Linked DNA regions of Drosophila melanogaster: region 2 is linked to region 1. The links are chromatin contacts, called in public targeted proximity ligation maps. All regions are on one chromosome and are shown on one strand. The core of a region is the stretch at or near the end of the contact, and the rest is flanking DNA. Distances in the headings are between cores, read along the strand shown. Region 1 overlaps sowah (sosondowah). Region 2 overlaps lncRNA:CR32111 (long non-coding RNA:CR32111).

Region 1 (4,649 bases), core at 940-3,439:
ATTGCATTGCGAGTAATAATTCAACTAACTATAGAAACTCTATAAGAACTAGGATGAAGGACTTAAAACCCATTGGTGCCACGCAGCACATGTGTAGCTGTCCACTGGAAAGGCGCGCCTTAACTGTCATTCCATGGCCAAGTGGCGATTGCATCCGGATTGCATTCGCCGCCAGTGGAATTCGTCTTTATTATTATCTCACTGGCATTATTGGGTGGCGCTGTTGGCGCCAACATCTTGCACGTTCCAACGGATGTCTCCTGGGCAGAATGTGGCCAAAATCACCTCAACACGGTTCCGAACTGCCGATTGTCTCCACAATTATTGTCATTCACAATTACTGCAGGCTGCGTTGGTAATTTGGCATTTAAGCCAAGTCGAATTGTTGATACCCTATGTCATAACAGTCAGTCGCAACTGAGTGAATCGAACTTTCATTTGGCCATAAAGGATATACACTCGTTTATGACCAATGCGATGTTGAATTCAAAGGCATCGAGTGAACGGTTATGACCATTAAGGAGTTTCCAGTGCCCATGGAAGAAGTCTTTTAGCGTGTTTAGCTCCGTGACTGCGACTGCGACTGGGACTGGAATTTCTTATTTTTGTGGCAAGCGAGGAAATCGGCGACATGTCTCGAAAACGTGAATCCCGGCAATGCTCCGTTCAGCGATCCTCGGGGCCGCCGGTAAAGTGTCAGCAAAAACGAAATTGAGCTTATCTGTAAATGCATCGGCGGGAGTTCGTCCAGACTGAGGACGTCCTCTGCTCGACCGGCGAGCATCTTCTTGATGCAATCGTGCAGTCGTCAAATTAGCGACATTCGAAAAACTTCCCAGATAACTACTACGAAAGACCCGAATCCGAAAGCCACAGAGGGAACTTCTAAAAAAATCCAAAAGGCTAAAAAAAAACAAAACAGAATCTCAGGAGCCTGTAGCCGTGTGCATTTTTTTCCTCCTGCTGCCACAGAACCCACCAGAGATCTGTCACAGCTCTGAAAAACCAAAAAAAAAGTAAAATAAAATAAAATCAAAAAAAAAAAACAAAGCTCTGGTCCACGATCATTGAGTTCGTTCTACGTGATTTATTTGCTGGCTCAATTGAATTGTTTTGGAGTGGACCCAACCTGGTGGAGTGGATCCTCGTCGCTCCACGAGGAGCACCTACTTTCGCATAGTCAATCAGCAATGCGATTTCTATGACTTGATTGACATTTCATGAGCCCGCCATGGACATCCATTTGCCGCCGTCGCCAGGTACAAAAAAAAAGGAAGTAAAATAAAATAAAATATAAAAAAAAGAGGAGAAGGAACAATGGATGTGGCAGACAAAGGAGTGGAGAGCGCGTCAAAGTCATTGACGATCATCCCGACTGATGATCCGCTGACAATTCCCAAAACGACAAACTCAGGCGCCATGTTAACCACCAAGAAGTCCGGCAGACAATCGCCTCGCCTGGCTGACGAAGATGGATTCCTGACTCCTCATTCTTGATTCTCCAGATTCCCGATTTCTGATGCCTGATTCTTCATTCCTGATTCCTGATTGACTGGCTGCCGAATGACCATTGTTTTGGCCAAGCCATCTGAACTGATTACAATCGCCCAGGAAGGCAGCAGTAGAAGTCGATCGCCGAACGCTTTGCATTTTATTAAACACGATCCTTTTGATTATTACGCCCCGTTCTTTTTCAGTTTATTTGTTTTGTTTTTTTGATGCTCCCATAGCCGGTCGGTCAGTCGATCTGCGATATCGGTTTGATGGAGGTCATTGCTGCTTTATTTGGACATGCAACTTGTCACGTTTAATGGCATGAAGCGGCGGAATAGCGTGTGTGCGCTTATCTCTACACTGGGGAAAATACATCAGCTATATCGCAGGGATTATATCATTTAACAGTGCAGCGGGGGAAAAAAGTAACAAGCTTGGTATTCACACTTAATTGCTTGTCGAACATGAATAGAATGAATATAAATACAGAAAAAATGATTCATTTACTCAACACCAACTTGTATTTTGGTATGCTAATCCATCTTTAATTAGTAGTATTGCCTAAATCCAAGGAATAATAAGCATGTTAATTATCCCAAGTTCCTTTCAGTGAAAAATCTTGATTCTTTTGTATGCCTGTGTCTGAGTATTTCGTATTCACTTTTGACCAGTGCATTCATATCGCGCAAAGTGTGTGAGCAGCTGGGGCAAAGCAATCAACGCCGATCCCAGCCAGGCGAACGTATGTATATTGATTAGCTTTCGCCTTGGGAGAATCCGTGTTCCTGTCGCAGCCAGTGCCACCGTTCCATGTACTAGCGCCAGCTACCGATTTCCGATTCCCCAACACTTCGTTTCCCCCCAATTCCCTGGCTACCAATGGTGGCCAAAGGTGAATGGCGATCCCCAAGCGCAGATACTTAGCCTGGCCCATTCCCATTGCCATTCCCATTCCCAATCCCATTCGCAATCCGGATGCCTGTCAGCAGCTGGCAGTGGGGCCCTGCAAATTTGTCAATACTGCGAATGCAGTGGGCTCAACCGGGTCATAAATTGTGCAAAATGAATATGAATAATACTGCATTGAGAAGCAAACAAAATAACCCAACAAAATAACGAAAAAAAAAAGAAGGAAAATCGCCAGCGGGCTGGAGGATGAGCTGGTTACCCCACACATTGTTCCGTATACACCTTGGACAAAAGGAGGTGTTGCCTGGTTGTTATGAGTTTTAAAATCCGACTAAGCCCATTCGCCAACATTTATTCGAATTTAATCGATTTTTCAAATTGACTCCGCACTCGCCGTTCGCCATGTAGTGTAAACCCAGTACAGAAATCGCTGACCGCCCATCGGTACGCCCATATTGGTTTTGCCCGTTTGTTTATTTACTCCTTTATTTTTGGTTTTACTTACTACTCGTGGAGATAAAAAAAAAAAAATAAACAATTATTTATAGCCCCTATCCTTTTGACGGCCCCCCTATTTTTTCTGCCGAAGGATTGACTGGGCCTATTCCACGACTGTGGCCAAAAAGTAATTAATTCGCTGGGCTGGAACGCGTCAAATGAATTGAAAAACTACAAATGATTGGTAATTATGGTGGGGATCGTTAAATGAAGTTATATTTCTCACGTCGTAATGAGCTGAAACTTATTAGCAGGCACTAAAACTGGGACGTAAATTAATTGCGAACTTGCGAAAGTACTAAAGTTCTGTTTAAGTGTGTAGAAATTTTTCTATTTCATTTGATATAGATAATGGAGTTATTCTAAAACAGTGCAAAAAATTGATAACAAATTCATAAAGAAAAACCGCCTAAATCTTTTCATATCTGTTTCTGTTTGATTTTTGCGCTTTAAAGCTATAGAAAGTCGCACCCATTTAGAGAGTCACCACAACCCTCAACCTCGACTTCACAATTCTCCACAATTATATAATAGTTTGAAACAAATGAAATGGTATTGGTGCGTGGACTCCTGGCGGAGGGGAAAAAGGGTGCTGAATGGCACAGGGACTTGTGCATAATTAATGAGGGAACCCAGGCAGGTGTGCTGCTGGATGCGTAGGACGACAACCGTTGCTGGCTGTCAAACATGATGACAAAAGATTACATTTCGCAACTTGTGGCAGTTGCTGCTGCCGACCCAAAGATTTCCGATGCTAGACTGGCTGAGCAGCAGGCAACATGCTTAAAAATTTACATAAAACTTTTGATAATAGTTTTGCCTGCGCCCTGTGGCATTGCGCTTCCAGGGGCTACCTCATCCTCATCCTCATATCGTCACCATCACCATCCTCCTGCTCATATGGGAGTTCTTGGGGTTTCGCACGTTACCTAAAATCCTTGGACTGATGCTGCGATAGCGACATCATAAATTACGAAACTAAACTTTGTGCGAACGGGACGAATGCAGATGGAGCTGATGATGAGGACGACTGGAGCCTGGACTTTGCGACTCCAGCCATGGAGTTGGGGGTCTTACAAATAAAAAAATAAAAAAATAAGAAAGACATGCAGCGGGTCGCGATCGCACAGGCTGAGAAGCCATCTCCTCCAGGAATAAACCTTGGGCTGGAGAAATAAAAGCCGTGGTGCTACATTTTTGGGCTGAGTGCAATTGCTTGTCAAACAGAAAAAGGTTACGCTGCCCAAAAAGCCAAAATATATAAAAAAAAAATCGAAAAAGGCAAAACTCTTGACCGGCTATGCAAAGAACTTGCGCTGGAAAATGGTCGCCGAAAATCAGTGGAAATCAATTAACTAGAATATATGATAGCAGTAATTTTTGCTATATTATGGAGATTATTTTCGCTGTCACTTCAAAGAAGAAATTCCGATAACGATTATAAAAAGAATCAACCTTGTGGAACATTAAATGTCACATTAAGTTGTGGTTCCATACAAATATATTACATAAGATCTATGGATCTTTGAATTTGTAGCCACTGAAAACATTTAATATTAACAGATATTTATATAGCTTAACTTTAATTTAACATTAATAAAGTATCTTCTCATTGAGCTTCAGCTAATCACTGCAGCTGCTGGCGTTAATCGCGGCTGCTTCATTAAGCATTCGCCAATTACTCAATGGTCGCTTATCGAGAATTCAATAATTAATTAGCAAAATTAACAAACGATTACGATGAAGGA
Region 2 (4,611 bases), core at 1,999-4,498, 89 kb before region 1:
GCACAGATTAACTAGCCTTTTTGCTGTTGACTTCGGGATGGACGAGGGACATACGGACAAGTGGACATACATACGAACAAACGGACGACATTCAGGCAGGTAGTTCATTCTGAAATATCGAATGCATCTTAAAGATACTTGTGCGACATTACGATCATTACTCTGTGTAACAGATATACACTTCGGATGGGTGGAGAGAAGAGAGGAGGATGGGAAAGATGGCATGGACTGCAGACAGATCGACCTGTCGTGTAATCCGGTCCTGCCTGGCAATTATAACCATATATAGCCCCCGCTGGCGACGGTGCCGCGTTGACGACCCACAACCGAGTTATTGTCCAAAAAAAATTGTCATTCACAACTGTCTCGCCGATAAGAAACAATTATCAGGGGCAAAAGGACGGCGGTGGTAGGAGCGATCACATTGAATGGCGCCAGTTTCACAATGAATCTTCACGGAAAGGACTAGTCTTACGTTAAGATTTCGTCATGCCCTTTTTAAATGTAGGTTACATAAAAATATGTTTATGGGTATTATGTTATGGAGAGCGGGAATGACTGCTACCGAGATCTTACGACGTGGGAATGAGATTACAGGAGCCTAATGGCATTTGTAATATTGCTAGATCAGTTTTAAAATTCGTTAATCTTTGAAATAATTAACTGTAGTCCGCGTTTATGTAATCAGTATCCCAAAAGTATGCATGCTTCGTAAGCAAAGGGATTTTATATAGCTATGCTATCACTTAAATAGGTTAATCTGGTGCCTTATAACACGGCGTTAACTTTTCCACCCCAAATTTTATTTTATGCTGCACCATCATCGATTGTGGGAAGTGTCCAAGACGCACTCGTCCTAATGGCAGCCCTTCAAGGAACATAATTTACTCCACGTGTCGGGGATTACATATTAACTACGCTACTGTTCTCATTTGGGGGGCGTGGCACTACAAACGTCGACTGTTAATCTTTAGCTGGGTGGATAGGCATTTATATAGCTATTTAAGGAAGTGTGTGTGTGTCACGTTTGTTTATATTACAATCCTGGTTGTTGCCCTGTTTTTGTTGCACAGAAAGTATTAAAAGTAGAAGTATTAAATATCACTTTAGGGGATGCCACTTAAGTCAAATAGAAGCATATTTGCCCACATTAAATCTAGGAATAGAACTACTTTAAAAACTATAGTAATTTGATAACTTATTGATCAGAATCGGAAAAATAATATCCTTCAAAAACTTGGACCTTAAAAGTAAAATTTTTATAAATGTACCTAATAATATTAAGAGCTTTTAAATAATTTATTTTATGTCTTCTGATAATTAATGTGGAATGGAATATTTATGAAGTATGATTATGTGTAAGTGTAAGTAACAAGTAAGTATAAGTGTAAGGACAAGCTTTAAATCTTAGTTCTTTTGCTATAAAATATAAATATAAACAGATTGAAAGGTAAATGTAATCCAATAAGAAAGCTGGCCCTACAAATTGATAACAGAAGTTTATAAATTTTATGTAAATTTGAGTGTGTTATCCCTATTTTTAGCCCATAACAAGGTTTCCCCCCACACAATACAAATTTGCTAGCCATATGCCCGACTGACATTCCATATTCAAATTCGCATCGGCGCCACCTGCCATCCGTCGCTGTACTTTTGCACGATTCGGTGCCATCGTGTGGTTGTTATCCCCTCACCTGGTTGCGGATCGCCCCGATCCTCCCCAGATCCGGTCCAGAAACTGTAAGTAAAGGCGATCGCCAACGAAGCAACGGCGGTGTGGCCATCGTTTGCAGAATTGCAAGAACATTGTTCTCGTTAAACAGAATCATGTACAGGGAGGCCTGTACCTTGGAGGTCGATCGTGGTCACAATGTGCCATCCGATGCGGGCCACACAGGAATCCCCCCTCCAGGGAAGAGATAATAAAGACAAACTAACAGAGAGGTTATTTCATTGAGGATCGTGTTGGTGCCCGGTTTCTAATGACATCTATGCAGTCTAGTCGGGGTTATCTCGTCCAGCAGATTCGGGACTGCAGACTGGAGATCCCGAAAACCGCAATGACCCCGATCGCCGCATGTGCATTATCCGATCCGGTCTAGCGCTAAAAAGGGAACTCACGGCGAACCGAGGGCTGAGGGCCAGGATATGGAGGAGTGGCTAATGCGCCGACACCCCGCTGCGAGGTGAGCACACAGCCGCCTATAATTGAGTTATACATTCGACTGGCCAACTGACCCCTCCGACTCTCGATCCCAATCCCGATTCCGATCCCGAATCCCTACCTCCTCGGGGACTGTCAAAAGGTTCGCAGCAGCTAAGCGGACAATGTTTTGACATAAATAAATGCTTGAATGACTTTAAGTGATGGCAGTTTACTTTGACTTTCTATACCCAAACGCAGTTTGGCATGATTTATGGGGCACGATCCAGGGTCTGCTCAAGACATTACTTTCGTATACAGATAGGTTTCTACATATGTATATGGCTGGCAGGGGCGGAGGGGTGGGTCCCAATGCTAATTCGTATTCAGGTAGTAAGCGGAAAACAATAAATATATTCGCAGCCGTCCTTTATCGACCAGCTCGGTTTCGGGTTATTATGACTTATAACAATGCACAATAAGTGGATCAAATTTATTGTGGGTATTAAGGTGATTGAGCATTGTCCCCCTACAAATTAGTTGTCTTTAAAATATTTGAGCTTTACGACGTATTGTATGTGATGTATCAATAAAATTGTTATCAAATAATGAATATATAATTCGCATAACTCTTGTTAACTCAACTTGTAATACCTAATAGCCTAATTAAAGATTTAAATCACAAAAGTTACTGTGTGAAATCGAAATTTTAAGTCACAAGCATTTAAAAGAACTTAAGATACTATAGCCGATTATATTTAAAATTGGGTAAATTTGATCTTATAATTTAAATGCAATGTTAAAAGAATTACAGTATTTAACAATTTAAATGATACTTTTTTTTAACAGTTTTGAGTATCTATGACTTTATGTTGGCAGTGGACGAATTCTTTTCTCTAATGTATGTTACATGATATACAAGTTTATGATCACTTTCTATGATCGACTAAGAAGAGAGCCCTTTTGAACAACATCTTATCGATAATAGAATAGTTATTGATTTATACAAAAGTAAATTTGAGATCACACCTAAACTGCGATAGACATTTATGGGAAAGAAAATATGCTGCAGCACGTAATTAACCACATAAGTATGCTTTAGAAAGTGCATAAAAGAATACGTTGCATACTCTTAGGCATATGTGTAAATTAATGCGCAATGGTTGCGTATGCGTGATCATCTTTAACTAAGTGGATCGAGTTAAATAATTAGCAAAGTAATTTATTTAATTGTTAAGATCGGAAACTGAACTCTAAATTAAAATCAGATCTCTGCATAAGATGTCTTGATCACTTAATAAATTGAGTGAAAGTAATTATTCCAATATATTTTAAATTATTATTGGATGGGAATTTTTCTGTTTTTTTTTTCATTGTGTTCATGAAACTAACAACAACATATATTTGATTATGAATATTTTAAAAATTTTATATAAAATTAAAGACAATAATTCTTTTTTTGTAATATATGATAATCCTCAAAAAAGCGTAGAGCTGTGAACAATATGTTCTTATAAAATTCCAATGTATACATTATTTTCTCCTGTGAGTCAACTTATTGAAAACCATTGCAATTTTAGTACAATTTCACATTGTTATATCTTGTAACATATATTTAATTTCGATAGGTCATTTGGATGTGATTGAATTTATGAATAACATCATGTTTCTTGTTTATGTTTAATATTAATATCAACTAATCAGTACCTATAAATACAATTGTCCAAATACAGCAAAAATTTTTGGTTTAGCATGTAATCATTGGCCATGTTTAACAATTTGTTCGTTTAAATGTTTAAACTATATAAGGTTTACAAAAATACACATTTAATACAATTATATTATGCAATCATATGTGTTTTTACAAAAAGTAATCCAATAAGAATGCTAATAAAAATCAACCAAATTCGATTCGATTGGAAAGCGCATCAGTAAAACTCCATCCTACTTCGATGTTTTTTTTTTGATAACATATTAAAATTACAAATTAACATAATTAAATCCAGTTGCTTTCATCCAGTCCATCAAGAATCATTCAACAGTTGTTTGGTGAGATATCTGTAATTAAAGAATGAATTAATAGTATTTAATCAACACAAAAATGAATCACAAACCATGTTCTCTAGCTGACATAATGGTCTATGGAAACCTAAAAATTAGAACTTTGAATGAAAGTGCATAGAATTTTAAATTGATGCAATATACAAACATCGAAATTTATCGAATAAATTATTTTTCCGAAGCTGAATGACGATATCCTGCCATCAAAGGATTCCCGGCTCTCGCTGAATTCCCAGTCAAATATTAGCTTTAAATAAATAGAAATCTTTAATTATTAATATGCATGTTAACCTTTATTCAAAATACATGTTTACTATACTTGAAAGGGGCGAAGAGGATGGAAACGAGACTCCATTGCAAGTGGAGACAGTTTGTCTGGTTCGACTACCTGTTGGATGTGCACACAG

What was found.
Region 2: a targeted proximity ligation map of the Kc167 cell line shows a contact between it and region 1, with 2.3 times the contacts expected there. A contact is called at or near these places in 1 of 107 Hi-C or Micro-C datasets (the S2 cell line) and 1 of 7 datasets of targeted methods (the Kc167 cell line).

The regions. Positions count from the first base shown.
Region 1 is chr3L:12,555,256-12,559,904 of dm6, reverse strand. The region is part of intron 3 of sowah (sosondowah); the gene reads left to right. Among named protein-coding and RNA genes, the nearest start is that of sowah, 15 kb to the left of the region's middle.
Region 2 is chr3L:12,644,953-12,649,563 of dm6, reverse strand. lncRNA:CR32111 (long non-coding RNA:CR32111) reads right to left here. Exons shown (of 7, transcript NR_124907.1): 4 at 4,524-4,611; 5 at 4,353-4,451; 6 at 4,258-4,292; 7 at 1,284-4,201. lncRNA:CR43431 (long non-coding RNA:CR43431) reads left to right here. Exons shown (of 4, transcript NR_048272.2): 4 at 1-657. Among named protein-coding and RNA genes, the nearest start is that of lncRNA:CR43431, 5.8 kb to the left of the region's middle.